2 separate regions of the Gossypium arboreum genome follow, and region 2 is linked to region 1. Evidence: chromatin contacts called from public Hi-C data. All regions are on one chromosome and are shown on one strand. Each heading gives the region's core, a stretch centred on a gene start, on an enhancer-like site or on the middle of the called end of the contact. The rest is flanking DNA. Distances are from core to core; before and after follow the strand shown. Region 1 holds the start of LOC108485501. Region 2 holds the start of LOC108486492.

Evidence for each region. Hi-C and Micro-C count contacts between places; a contact is called where the count stands out from the background.
Region 2: a Hi-C map of leaf shows a contact between it and region 1, with 4 times the contacts expected there. The contact joins the promoter of LOC108486492 here to the promoter of LOC108485501 in region 1. A contact is called at or near these places in 3 of 5 Hi-C or Micro-C datasets (all in leaf).

What each region holds. Positions count from the first base shown.
Region 1 is chr6:92,429,880-92,437,753 of ASM2569848v2, forward strand. LOC108485501 reads right to left here and starts at 4,631. Exons shown (of 2, transcript XM_017789353.2): 1 at 4,237-4,631; 2 at 3,353-3,759. The coding sequence starts at 4,581. The coding sequence ends at 3,577. LOC108486212 (coatomer subunit beta-1) reads left to right here. Exons shown (of 6, transcript XM_053029439.1): 2 at 1-903; 3 at 1,164-1,673; 4 at 1,895-1,980; 5 at 2,274-2,517; 6 at 2,595-2,895. The coding sequence ends at 2,478.
Region 2 is chr6:92,796,252-92,804,125 of ASM2569848v2, forward strand. It overlaps LOC108486492, which reads left to right and starts at 4,549. Exons shown (of 3, transcript XM_017790570.2): 1 at 4,549-5,063; 2 at 5,186-5,230; 3 at 5,343-5,944. The coding sequence starts at 4,907. The coding sequence ends at 5,605. It overlaps LOC108485046, which reads right to left and starts at 2,513. Exons shown (of 1, transcript XM_017788906.1): 1 at 2,103-2,513. The coding sequence starts at 2,513. The coding sequence ends at 2,103.

The DNA.
Region 1 (7,874 bases), core at 3,381-5,880:
ATCCATTCCTGCGCAATCAAGTTCCCAGAAGTTGCAAGTACAGTTGTGCATCTGATGATGGATTTCTTAGGAGACAGTAATGTTGCTTCAGCTATTGATGTTATAGTTTTTGTTCGAGAAATAATTGAAACCAACCCTAAACTTAGGGTGTCCGTTATAACACGGTTGTTGGACACATTCTATCAGATTCGAGCTGCACGGGTTTGCTCCTGTGCCCTTTGGATCATCGGAGAATATTGCCTTTCTGCATCTGAAGTTGAGAGTGGCATAGCAACCATCAAGCAGTGTCTTGGAGAGCTGCCTTTCTACTCTGTTTCTGAGGAAGCGGAAGCTACTGATGCTTCCAAGAAAACTCCTCAAACAAACTCCATTACCATCTCCTCCAGGAGACCTGCTATTCTTGCTGATGGTACTTATGCAACCCAGAGTGCTGCATCTGAAACTGCTTTCTCCCCTCCTACCATTGTTCAGGGATCATTGACTTCTGGGAATCTCAGATCTCTTCTCCTCACTGGCGATTTTTTCCTCGCTGCAGTTGTTGCTTGCACACTGACTAAACTTGTTCTGAGACTGGAAGAGGTACAGCCTTCAAAAGTTGAAGTTAACAAAGCAACCACACAGGCATTGCTGATCTTTGTCTCTATGCTGCAATTAGGGCAATCTCCTGTTCTTCCACACCCAATTGATAATGATTCTTGCGATAGAATTGTTCTGTGCATAAGATTATTGTGCAATACTGGTGATGAGATCAGAAAAATATGGTTGCAGTCTTGCCGTCAGAGTTTTGTTAAAATGCTTTCAGAGAAACAATTGCAAGAAACTGAGGAATTAAAGGCAAAAGCTCAGGTTTCTCATGCACAACCGGATGACCTTATTGACTTTTACCATTTAAAGAGTCGAAAGGTAAGAACTTTTTTGTGGTCATTAACTTATGTGCATGATTTAACATCTTTGGTTTGTGCAAATATCTTGCCATGCATGCAATTTCTTTTCTGGGTTAAGCTTGTATTTTGTTTGTTTTGATAGAATTTTCTGCTTTATCCCTTTGGTTCACCTTTGTGCTTTTGCATCTCTTTGATTATTGACTTATTATTTTTTTTTTCTTGGTTTTTTTGTCATGAAGTTGTGGAATTGTATCTCAAATTTCCTTTGCTAACTTCCAGGGTATGAGTCAGCTGGAATTGGAGGATGAGGTTCAAGATGATTTAAAACGAGCAACTGGAGAGTTTGTCAAGGATCCAGATGATGCAAATAAGCTCAACCGCATTCTTCAACTGACAGGATTTAGTGATCCGGTATATGCCGAAGCATATGTCACTGTCCATCACTATGATATTGTTCTTGATATTACTGTTATCAACCGAACCAGGGAAACCCTTCAGAATTTGTGCTTGGAGTTGGCTACTATGGGTGATCTGAAACTTGTGGAGCGTCCTCAAAATTATACCCTAGCTCCTGAATCTAGCAAGCAAATAAAGGCCAACATCAAGGTGTCTTCAACTGAGACTGGAGTCATATTTGGCAACATTGTATATGAAACTTCAAATGTGCTTGAGAGAACAGTAGTTGTTCTGAATGACATTCACATTGATATCATGGACTATATTTCTCCTGCTGTTTGTACGGATACTGCATTCAGAACCATGTGGGCAGAATTTGAGTGGGAAAATAAGGTATTTCTTGAACTATTTCCATTTTTACTATTACCGCGTGCATTTACAGCCGCCTTATTTCTGTTAGTCAGCTGACCAATATGGATGGCTTTCAAATATAATTTGTTTCTTAGGGTAACTGATATGCAATTTCGAAGCTTCTTCTGGGACTGAACTTATCAGTTTTCATCTGCATTGATGTTTCAATTTTATTATTATTTTTCTTTTTGTTTGTGATTCAGGTTGCTGTAAACACTGTAATTAAAAATGAAAAGGAATTCCTCGACCATATTATCAAGTCAACTAACATGAAGTGCCTCACTGCACCGTAAGTTTTTTTGTTTAGAAATATTATATAAATTTGAAAATAAACCGAGCATCCTTTGGTTCTGTGTACTAAGCTGTAGGTTGCACATGATTAAGAATACAGCCTGATATATGATTTATAATATGGTCACTTTATTGTTGTGAAAAAGGTATTTGAATCTGTTATCAGTTTGTAGAATGATAACCTTATTTTGGTTTTGCAATACATCTGTTTGAACACAGAAGCAAATTCACTCAAGTGAGATCCTCATTGATTATTCTTGAATCCTTTTTGCTGGCTGGTTTGCGTTTCAGATCTGCGCTAGATGGTGAGTGTGGATTCCTGGCTGCGAACTTGTACGCAAAGAGCGTGTTTGGGGAGGATGCGTTGGTAAACGTGAGCATTGAGAAGCAAGCTGATGGGAAACTGAGTGGGTACATCCGGATAAGGAGCAAGACCCAGGGGATTGCTTTGAGTCTCGGGGACAAGATCACTCTTAAGCAAAAGGGAGGCAGTTGATGCAATAATATTTCGAGATAAATTGTTTCATCGATACCGGTAGTCATTGTTAGTTAAATCTCCTATTGAATTTTGAAATGCATAGTAATTTTGGTGTTTTCTGTTTAAAAATACAGGATATTTAGGTCCTCTTGTTGTGAAAAAATGGCTGGGCTGCCTTCAATCGTCAATAGTGTTGTGTTAGCTATCAGCAGATGAGGGGCACCAAAGACTTTGACATTTGTTGTATTTGGAGTTTGCATATTTGGTAACTAAAAAGGATCATTGAATCCATAGCTAAAATAGTGCTTTTTGGCAATGTTAAAACGGGAATTTTAAATTTTATTTCGCTGATTCTTTGAAGAGTGTTCCACTCAGACATCTATTAGAAGTTCCTTCGCTCGATAATAAAGGTTATCCTTAAGAGTTGTAAATGAACATTACGTTCGGTTCAATGAGTATTGTTTTTGTCCATTTATCAAATTAAATTAATAATAACAAAATTTGAAGGCTCATTCGATTCATTTATGTTTATAAATAAGTTCTTTTTTATATTCATTTACTAAATTGTCTGTTGTTCAATTATTATATAATATAATTATTAAAATTTAGACATGATTGTTTTACATATAAAAGAGACTTGTTTGTTTATCAACATTATTTGTGACAATATTCATGAACATGAACAAGTTAATTATTAAGAAACATACCATTTTAAAATTATTAACAAACATGAATCAAGTAGTAATTATTAACAAACACATAACTTAAAATAAACAAATTATTCGTTCATTTACGGCCTAGCTATCCTTATCCTTGCTTGCGCTTGTATGCTGTTTTGTGATTTATAATCTGAATTAAATTCAAGTAGGACTATCCAAATCGGAACTAAAACTACACAAATTAGAGTGTGCATTTCATCTTTTATTTATTAAAAACAAGCCAATCTTCTTGAGTTCAGAGAGAGTCCTAGGCAAATAGCTCTAGCTGCTTCAATACTGTATAAAAATTTAAACTCGTACAGGGAACATATGTCAAAAGAATCATAAGTTTAGAACAAAAGAGGGTTTCAACAGAATCAAGCTAAATTATTATGATTTAGAACCCACCATCAAACAATCACTTGCAAAGTTTCAATTTCTTGAAAAACGGCGATACCATGGACTTGGGGTAGGGTTTTGTAGCCAGGCAAGTTGGGAAGTTTTCAGGATGTTCAATCCACAGTTTATGAGCAATACCCGCCGCCAACAGCTTTTCTGACAAGTTCAATATCTGGGTTTCTCCCTTCACCTCAAGTGTTACCTACATGTTCCAAAACCTCACCACTTAGCTCATCATCCACAACTCTAGATACAGCAGCAAATCACCCTACAATTAACACCTCATGGTTTTCATTGTTATGCTATATTTACGACAGTGTAAGAACAGAATTGGATAGATATCCAAAATGTTTGTCTTGCATTAAACACCGTTGTTGGATAGTTTTATGGGATAAATGCCTCTCTCTTTTTTTCTCAGTTCTGCTATGGGATTATTTGTAACTTAAAAATGATCAATTCTCATTACGTTTGGGTGGATAAAACTCCAAGTAAATCGAAGGTCTACAACAAACCCAATATGAGAAGAGAAAACAATGTGCCACAATGAGGATTGCCTCCAATTGACCAAAAATCATAAACAGGGTTTTTCAAAGCAATACACTATGCTCTGTTGAATGTAAAAGAAATCATTCATGGTGGGAAAAAGAAGAAGAAGAATAAACACAAGAACATTGGTTACCTTGTGCATAGAGTCAATGTTATCAGGGCTGCAATACTGGAGGGTGTGGGGGTCTTCCTTGTGAGACCAAATGGCACTGACCGAAGCATGGCATCCCTGCGTCACCACGCTCCCCAAAGGCCACTTGTCTATTAAGTCTCTCCGAAGCACCACGTACTGCAGCAGCACATCGTCGTCGGTCGGAGGATCGGTTTTGGTGGCGACAGGTTCGGAGCTTTGTAGACTCATTGAGGTCGAAAGGTTCCGAGAGGGATGAACCCTAATATTAGAAAAGCTTCTCGGGGAAGGGCGGAAGCAACCAAGGAATGTGGGAAAGGAACACGCAGGTTGAGCTAGTGCGGCCATCGACCCCTAAAAACGCTGCGTTGCGTAACTTGGTTGTGGAATTTCGTATTGAGAATTATAAAGGTATTGGGCCGGATTTATGGATTGGACTGCCTCTTTGTAAAATGTAATGATTTCACTCTCCAATTAAAATCTTACCAAATTCACATATTACCGCTTGGATTTCAATTTCTCGCAACTTTAATTCACAACATGAAATAATCATTCTATTCACCAAAAAAAAATTGAAACTAAATATAATAATACATCAAATATGTATGGTATTAAAATAAAAATAGATTAATTTGTGAGTAAAATAAAATTTAAACATGTGAATGCATCATATTAATAGTACTAAATGTACTATGATTATTTATCATTAGCGTCGAATTGACCTATGATATCAACTTAAAACTCAATCAACAATATTATGAATACTAGAAAATTCTATAACACGCATATATATGTAGAAATTACATATTTAAAACATAGAAGTGTGTTTAAAAATAACATACAATAAATAATTAAACGTATGGTTTAAAATTAACTAATAATAACACATGAAATGCATACAATACTAAAATGAAAAAAGAGATTAAATTGTGAGTAAATTAAAATTTAAATACTTAAGCATATTACAATTATTTATCATGGTGTTGTTATGTTGTTATCATCAATCCTGAGTTAGCGTCAAGTTGACTTGTGACACCAACTCAGTCAATAATATTATTGTAACACCTCAAAATTTTTTATGCCATAACTCGTAACAAAGTAGCTAAGTAAAAAAAATTCTGAGTACGAGTGTCAGTTAAATGTAAATTATTGATTAGTTAAATACGACATCGGGGAAAGATATCAAAACTAAATGTGATATACTAGCAGTAAAATAACTGATGGACCAACCACGGGAGTTAGGTGAGATGGCAAGTGTAACAGCCTAATTTAGACCCTAGTCAGAACGGTGGTTTCGGGACCACGAATCCGAGTCAAAAAAATATTTTAAAATTATTTTCTGTGTTTATTATGTGTGAATTTATATCTGTGAAATTTTTGTGATTTAATTTTGTTGTTTGAGTGCCCAATTAAATAAAAGGACTTAATCGAGTAAATTGAAAACTTGATAGTTTATTGTATAAGGACCGAATTGTTATTGGATTTGAAAATTGAAGCATTTAATTTGCAAATAGACCATCGGACTTAGTGATGGCCGGTTGTACCCTTATTATATATGTTTTAGCTATTAATTATAAAAGGTTAAAATGGTAAAATATGAAATAATAATATGTTAGTATATATGTTATATTATATGATAATTAAAATAAGCTTTTCATACTTCTTCTTCTTGCCGAAACTTAACAAAAAGAAAAGAAATAATAGAAGCTAGGGTTTGGTCATCTCTTAAGCTCAATCAAGATCAAGAATCAAAGAAATCAGATTTGGATCGGGGAAAAATAAAAGTTGTCGACTAGTCGTCCCACTCTGTTTTACATCGTCCGAGGTAAGTTTATAAGGAAATAGACATACTTAATTTTAATTAAAAGCAAATTATATATGCTGAAATGAAATATGTGAAATTATATCTACAATAGCCGATTGTATACAAGCTTGGTTACTATATTTTTGAATTTGTTTCGACCGAGTTATGACGTCTGAAAGCCCCGTGTGAACCTTAGGAATAACTAGGATACATATGTCATGACATAGGATTCCGATAGGTGATGTGCGAGTAAGACCATGGCATCGATATGTGATTCCGATATATGTGTGCGAGTAAGACCCTGTTTAGGACAGTGGCATCGATATCTAATAACATGTAAGACCACGTCTGGGACGTTGGCATTGTACAATATATGTGTGATAATCTGAGTGTCCTATCCAATTCCGAATGGTTCAACGGGCAAACATAAGTTGTGATCAAATGTGTAAAACGTGCTAAATGGCCAAGTATGAATTAGCTTGTTATCTATTGAAATAAGGTAAGTATGTGACTTGATACTTGTTACAAATTATGTGTGATGCAAATGAGAAATACATGTGAATTTAGTAAGAGTATTCGGCCTTATGAATAAATGATATAAATCTTATGGAATTGATTCTTAGAAATAAGTAAAAATGACCATGTATATTCGGCCAAATAAGAAGTATATGTACATAATGTAATATTATGATTCTTGAGCTTGTTTATATGAGTATATGAATAATTGATTAAATAATGACATTATGACTTTGAAAGTTGAATGACCTTTGGTAAATTTGATTATGTGAGCCTTAAAGTAGGAAATGTGTGTGAAAGTGTATTATTTATGAAATTTGTAAAATTGAGATTAGGCATGGTAATGATAATGTAATTCGGTTAGTTAAAATGAGTTGATTATATCATAGGGTTGTTTATTTGTTTATGACTTACTAAGCTATAAAAGCTTACTCTGTGTATATGTGTGTTTCTGTTTTATAGATTTTGGATTCGAATTACGAGCTCGGGAATCGTCAGCCAAGTCTATCATACTATTGACTGCCTTCGGTATTTTAAATAGCGAACTTTCGAACCTATGGCATGTATAGGCTGGATTATGTTTTGGAATGTGTTATTTTGGTCTATGTATAATGGGAGCCATGTGAAAATGGTTTAATTTCTATGCTTGAGTTCGATTTTGGTTAAATTATGGTTTAATTCTATTTTGATTATCATGCCGTGTGCCACGGTTGATTATAATTTGTGTTATGTGCTTGTATTTGGAGGTGGTATGGATGAATTGGTTATGTTATATATGTTTGATCTTGGTCTGAGCTTATATCGAGAGTGTATCCAAATTATATGATGTTTTTGAAGCTTATTATGTGTTTTTGAGCTAAAGTACATCATGTGTTAATTAGGTAAAAGTCAAGACATATGCATGATGTGTATTCGTTGTTTACTTATGGACTAATTTAATGATATGAATAACACTTAATTTGTTTGTCATGGTAAATAAAACATATTGAGACTTAGATTCATATGAGGGGATTGAATCAATGAAAAAGGATATGTGTATCTTGGTATTCGGTCATGATATGTTAGTTGAGCTCTTATATGTTGTTACATATATATATATATATATATATATATGTGTGTGTGTGTGTGCGCTTATATTGTGGTTGGTATGTACATGTGTATGACTATACAAAATTGTTAATTACTTGTAAATTTACTAATAGGTGCAAAAGAACTAAGTTAGCCGAATAGATAAGGAAAATAAAAAAATGAGTTTAACACTTGACTTTCGGCAAAGTTGGTTTTACTTATGAATTTGAGTATTAATGTGTATTAATATACG
Region 2 (7,874 bases), core at 3,299-5,798, 370 kb after region 1:
GAGTGCATGAATGACTTTATGGTCAATGAGAATGACAGTGTGAAGGAGTTCGACGAATACGAGTTATCGAGAAAATCCCGTTTGAACCTTAGGAATAATGTAGGATACAATGGGACATGTCATTAGGAACTATGTGATTATGAGATCATGAGATTATGTGTATATGTGACTATGTGAATCTAGGTACTGGTCTTGTACGTTCTAACGATGGCTGGGTTGCCCAGCATGTGTTGCGGGTACCTGTCAGCTTGTATGAGCAGCCCGTGTAGTTACGTCCTGACTATCAGCTTGTGTGAATAAGCCCGTGATTAGCTCGAGAGCAAGCAATGTGTGATTTTGACATGAGGTAGCATGTGGCTACGTTTAAAGCACTATGTGCAAGTCTTTCATGTATCCGATAGTATTCCGAGTGTTCAATGGGTAAACCTGTGAGTTATTCGACTAGTCAATGATGAGGAAATATGACAATGTGTTATGAGCCGGTACAGGTATGTACGAAAAACTCATATGAATGAGCTCGGTATGTGATGAACTTTTGTTAAGATTGAAAATGCATAAGTTATGTTTTCAAATTTAAGCTATGCCTATGAATTTATGATAACACAAAAGTAAACTATGCTATGTCAATGGTATTTATATATATGATTATGTTGCTATTTATTTGCATGTTAACTTACTAAGCTTTATGCTTACTCCCCTCTCTTTTTCATTTTCTTATAGTATCACCAAGCTAGCTCAGGAATCGATGGACGTTGGAGGCTTGATTACACTATCAACTGGACATTGGGTATAGTTAGTCTCAACATTTTAAGTATGGCATGTATAGGGACTTGGTCTTTTTGTTATATGTCATATTGGTCTAGCCAAATATGATGGCTTATGGTAATATTTGATTCATTTTGTATATAGCCATGTAATATGGTTCATATTGATTATTTGGGTTGTAACCCTAATCAACTATGCATGCATGCAATATATTATGCTCGACGAGATTGCTTGTGGAAGAGATGTGTGATGAATGGCACATATGCTAAATGAATGAATCATGGTTAATAATTATTACCAAAACTATGGTATAATTGAGTAAATTGAAAATAGGTTTAGCATGATGAATGAATATGAAATTGGTGTGGAATGCCATATGAAAGCATGATGGTTTGGATAGGAGGTATTTTGACATTACAAAAGCATGGGTTAATCAGGTTTATGAGTATTTGAGTAACTAATCATACTATGTTGCATGCCATCAAAGAGGAATGAGTGAATGAGCATTTAAGGGTGTCAAATGGCTTGGAAAATAGCCTTAAAGTTGTCCACACAGCTTGTGTGTCTAAGCCGTGTGGACACACAATTTGCCAATGGGCGTGTGAGCTGGCCATGTGTCCCCTGCACTTTAATTAATGCAAAAAAGATTGCCCAGTAGTAAACACACGGTCAAAGACACGGGTGTGTGTCTCTACCGTGTGAAGGGCACTGCCTTAGGATATGGGCGTGTGCCCAAGCCGTGTGAAGTTTACACCTGATTTTGGAATTTAATTCGCCACACGGTCTGAGCATACAGACGTGTGACTTGGCCATGTGACCTTATTTTGGTTGATGACGTCATAGTCAGAGAGTTACACAGACTGAGGACACGGGCGTGTCCCAAGCCACACAGGCATGTGTGATCACATAGCCTACCCACACGGGCGTGTGACTCTCTAAAATAAGAAAAATTTTCTACGTGTCAAAAAGGTTCTAAAAGTTCTCGATGTAGTCCCAAACCGCTCCCTGTGTATGTTTTGGGCCTTGTAGGCCCTTTTAAGGGAAAAATTGCATGTGATTGAAAGGTTTCAAATTGGATGAAGTTTTATGGTTTAGATTTGTATGCTTGTTTACGTTTAATTCCGGTAATTCATCAAACCCTATCCTGGCGTCAGATACGGGTAAGGGGTGTTACATTTTCAAAGTAGTTCTTTAAATCTTTCTCAAGCTTTAAATCTTTCTCAAGCTTCATATAACGTTTCATCCTCTATTTTTCGAAAAGACATGATGTTATGTCTAAGCTTGACATTCATGTTTGGCAGATTATACCATAACAAAAACCTTTGGCAAAGATCATTCTATGATGCCACTGTCCTCGATGGCAAAACATTCAACCATGCTCTTGCTCGGTCTCTCAAGGAATATGGAAACAATTTAAGTCTCTGGGCATCTTCAGGAACACCCTGTTGTCTAAACGAGTCATAGAATTCTAGGAAAAGTCTTAAATGCAATCGTGGATTTGCAGTAGGCAACCCACTAAACTGTCCCAGTGTTTGGAACATCTGAAACATCATCGATTTCAACTCAAAATGCTGAGCTTGAATGTGTGGTTTAACTATCCCTAAATTCAAATCACCCAAAATTAGCACAACATGTTCACTAATTGGCCTGTCTCGGTCGTCTATCACGTGATGAATAGAAAGATCAACATCCTGACCATTTGGATTTAATGGATCATTCAGACCAGGATCATTCCTGTCCCTAGCCATGCTACACACTTATCTTCTCATTTTTCTCAAAGTTCTTTCGATCTCAGGGTCAAAAGGATATTCTTCATTAGTAGGAATGCCTCTACTCATGCACTGATAACAAACCTATAAAAATTAAATACAACTGAATGGAAATAAATAAAATAACCAAACCAAATTTCACTAAATTGCCAATCCCCAGCAACAACGCCAAAAACTTATTGCGTGTGAATATGCTAAGCGAATTGTACAAGTGTACAAGTCGAATCAAGTAATAAAGTGATAAGTGAGATCGACTCCACATGGATTAGATAGGTTTAATTTGGTAAGCTATTATGGTAAAGCGAGATTGATGCTAAGGCAAAAGCAGTAATAAAACTGTAATGACAAATTAGGAGAATAATGATGAATAAAATGTACGAAACAATCAAAGAAACAATTAAAGTTGTGAAAATAAAGATGCTAAGGCAAAGATTAAAAGATCTATGATGTTGATCCGTAAGGCTGGGATTTCTAAGATTCCACCAGTATTAACCAATAATGTTATTGAAAAAGTAAAAATAATCTCAAGATTTAATTTTTATAACGATAATAATTTAAATTATAGTCAATACGAATAAGACCAAAAATTTAATATTTAAAATAAACTTGAATGGTTTGATATTACAAATTATAATTTTAGCTTTACTCTTAAAAAGGAGTTAGAATATATTTAAAGATTAAAAAAGGAAAAAACACTATGTAAATTAAGTTATTAAAAAATGCATAAAGAAAAGTTGTATAACAAAATATGATTTCAATAATATGTTTAATATCTTTCTAAAGAAATATCTAATATATATTATATATGAAATTCAAATTTCAATAATTAAAATGAGTGTACAAATGAATGTGTAAAATTTAAATTTTACGAACTTGAAGCACATATTTATATTTTCCAATATTGGATATTAAAAGCTGTATATAAGGACTTAATATTAAGAAAAAGTGAAACGAACTAAGTATATTTAAATTTATATTTTTTTCGTAATCTATGACATATTAATTATAGCAAAATTATTGATATATATGATCTTTGTTATATGAATGGTTTAATATTACATTTGGTACCTAAACTTGACACTTTTCCTAATTTGGTATCTAATCTTTTTTTTGAGCCCAATCTGGTACCTGAACTTGACATTTTTTTCTGTACCTAAACTTTTTTTAGGTTCAATTTGGTACCTAAATTTATTAAATTTTATACAAATTACGCAAAACACTAACAGTGTTTTTTTTTTTGTTATGCTACAAAAATATTGTTAGTATTAGAGGAAATTTATGTTAAAAAATAGGTATTGAGTTATGCTTAACTAATTAATATTAAATAAGAAAAAATTTTAAAACCCCAAATTAAAAGAAATTTATTATTTTCAATTAATAAAATAATTAATTAAATAAGAAAACTAAAAGTAACTGAACATATATAATACAAAAGAAAATCATATCATCTATCACATTTCGGTCATACATTGATTATTTTTGCTACCTCATAAAAAAATAACACTGTTAGTGTATTGGAGTCATTTGTAAAACATTTGAAAAGTACCAAATCAAAAAAAAAAAAGATTAGATACCAAATTAGAAAAAATAGTCAAGTTTAGGTACCAAATTAGACCCCAAAAAAGTTTAAGTACCAACTTAAGAAAAAGTGTCAAGTTTAGGTACTAAATTGGACCAAAAATAGTTTAGGTACCAAATTAGAAAAAATGTCAAATTCAGGTACCAAATGTTATATTAAACCTATATGAATTGATATTCAATTTTGATATATTTTTAAAAGGAAATTAGATTGAAAAAATATTCAATTTAAACTTTAGTCAATAAAAACACATGGGAAATAATTAACATGGCAAATGACAATTTTTTAACTATGCCACATTAGAATGCTTTCATTAATTGTAACTTTTTCTTTTTTTTTAAATGAACCTGGGTTGTATTATTAAAAGAAAAAACCAAACAAAATTCAAAACATTAAAACGGCCCAATGACCATAAGTGGCCCGCCAGTCCTTTGCAGAAAATAAATAAAATAAGAAATGAGATGAAGAGACAACCCAGTATTAATGAGCTGGTGTTTTCTAGAAATCTCTCTAAAATATCTCATTCATCATTAACAGCTTCTGGAGAAGAACAAAAGACTGGTAGCAATTAAGTTTTCTTCTCTAAATCATAAACCTTTTGGTATTCTTCATCCCCATCCCCGATCTATCTCTGCTTCTGTGATTCCTTCATCAACTGTTTTGTGAGCAAGGTAAGCATTTCCTACCATTTTTAAGCCTTTTGATGCCAGATCGTGCTCTTTCTCATTTGCTTTTCGTCTTATATAATGAAACTTGCTCTCAGAAAATCTTACTCAGTTTTTGAATGTCTTGAATGTATGCACCTATTATCGATTTATCCCTGCTTTTGTTTTGGGCTTTTTTTATCACTGTCAAGGAGTCCCCTTCAATATCGACAAATTTTAATCCCAAATCCCTGCCTAGTATAACCGTCTGTAAACATGCAACGGCTTTGGCTACAAACCCTAAAGGTATATTCTCATGAGTTATGGTTTTTGTGGCTAAGATTTCCCCACTCCAATCTCTGACTATGAGTCCCAAACATGATCTTTGCATTTTGAGGTCAACTGTTGCGTCAAAATTGATTTTGCAGAAACCCTTCTCCAGAGGCCTCCATTTTGCAACTATTGGACTAAAGGCAAGCTTTTTTCGATTAATGTTGTTTAGATCTTGTAAGTACTTTAAAGTAAATTTTGTTGTTTCTGCACCTGATATTTTTTGACCTTTGTGAATCTATTTGTTCCTAGCAGACCAGATAACCCAGATGGTGCAAATAAAAGTTTGGCAGATATCAGTATTACTGTTTAATACAATCCAGGTAAACCATTCCATGAATTCCATAGTAGATGTATCCTCAGGCCAGACAAATTTTAAGTTATCCCATGTTTCCTTTAAGACAACACATTCGCGGAAGACGTGTTCTCTATTCTCCACTCCTTGCAGACACCTCGGGCAGACGGATTCATTAATAATTAACCTTTTAGTTCTTAGATTTGCTAATGTAGGAAGGTAGTTTAGAGTGGCTCTCCAAGCTATAATTATTAATTTTGAGGGGAGATCACTATTCCACTATTTTTTTGTAGCATTTCCTATTTTCATTCGGGTTGTTTCTATTGTTATTGATAGAATTACCATGTAATAATAATTTATACCCACTCCTTACATGTACTCGCCTGTTGATTCACCTCTCCAAGCCAGAAAAATCATCCTGTGGAGAGTAAGCTATCGGGATTTGGAGAATTCTCTAAGCATCTTCTTCAGAAAAGGTATCTTTAATTAGCTTTGTTTTTCATGATCTAGTGTTGCCATCAATCAGGTCTGCTACCTTCAATATATTTTGGCTTCTGACTAATTGTTGAATATGCAAATTTTTTCCATTTGGAGCCCATACATCTTCTTCAACTCTAATATTCCATCCATTGCCCACCCTCCAGCATAGTCCTGTTTGCAAAAGACCTTTTGCAGCCCATATACTTTTTCAAGTATATAAAGGTAAATTCCCTAGCTCTGAGTTTAGAAAATCAGAATTCGGGTAATATTTGGCTTTTAACGTTTGTGCTAGAAAAGATTTAGGATTTTCAATCAATCTCCATCCTAGCTTTGCGAGGATGGCCAAATCAAACTTTGCAAAATTACGATAATTAAGACCACCAAACTCCTTTGATTCGTATAAGTTATTCCATGAGCACCAATGTATCCCCCATTTCCCATAACCTTTTTTTCCACGAAAACTTGGATATTATTTGTTCCATAACTTCACATATTGACTTCGGTAATAAAAAGCATCCCATTGTATAGGTTGGAATTGCTTGTAACACAGCTTTAATAAAAATTTCTTTTCCCCTTGCGATAGTAATCGAGAACTCCAATAGTCAATTTTTACTTTAATACGGTCTTTAAGGTGTTGGAATGCTAGCCTTTTCCTCCTACCTACCATATTTGGAAAGCCCACATATTTCTCTAAATTGTTTTTCCATTTGACCCCTAGCCTATCTGAAATAGCTGAATGAATTATTTCAGTTGTATTTGAGTTAAAGAAAACTATCGACTTTCCATAATTGATGCATTGCCCCGAGCATACTTCATATTCCTTTAAAACCTTTTCAAAAGTTTCTGTACCTTTTTTAGTTGCTTCCCCAAATAAAACACAATCATCCGTAAAAAGGAGGTGAATAATCTGTGAGCTTCTTTTACTCGCCTTTACTCTTCTCAATATTCCTTCTTCACTAGCAAGTCTTAATAATGTAGACAGCCCCTCATTGCATATGAGAAAATAGAAAAGGGCTCAAAGGATCCCCTTGACTTAGGTCTCTTCCTGAATTAAAAACCTTCCATGGCCTCTCGTTCAAAACGATCGAGTACGAAACAATGCTGATGCATTTCATAATAAGCTGAATCCAAGACTCATCAAATCTTATTTTAGCCATCATTTGCTTCAAGAAATCCTACTCCACCCGATTATAGGCTTTGGTCAAATCAATCTTAAGAGCCGTAAGACTTTTTTTCCCAATCTTTTATTCCTCATAGAATGTAGAATTTCGTATGCAAGAAGGGCATTATCGGTAATTAATCTACCGGTACAAAGACACTTTAAGTCAGATCAATACAATAATTGAGTAATTTTTGGAACCTGTTTGTTATAGATTTTGAGATTATTTTATAAAAAATCGAACAAAGGCTAATTGGTTTAAATTCTGATGGACTTTTCGGATGGGGGTTCTTTGGGATTAGCACAATATTCGTATGGTTTAAAAGATCTGAGGGTTTTCCTTTGTTAAGAACTTCCAAACAAACATCACCTACCTCCCTCTCTACGATATGCCAGAGTTTTTGAAAGATGGCAAAAAATCCATTAGGTCTAGAAGCTTTTGTCGGCCCTATACTATTTATTGCTTCAAGTATTTCCTCCTCTTTATAATTTCCTACCAACAGTTGATTCATGCTTTTAGTGATAGTGCAATTAACACCTGAAAGAAGGTAATTTGTATCGCCAACTCCTTCAGATTCAAAAAGCTTCACGAAGTAGTTTCTTATTATGTTTTCTAATCTTCTTCTTCTTCTATTTTGAGAATTCCTTCGTTAACTTCCATCCCTCTTATTCTATTCATTCTACATCTTTGAAATGCTTAACTATGAAAAAAAGTCGTATTTTTATCCTCTTAACTCAACCAATTCGATCTTGCTCTTTGTTCCCAATACATCTCCTCCTTCTCTATCTCTCAGTTTAATTCTAACTTCACATCAATGATCTCTACAAGGATATCATCATCCCTATCCTTTCT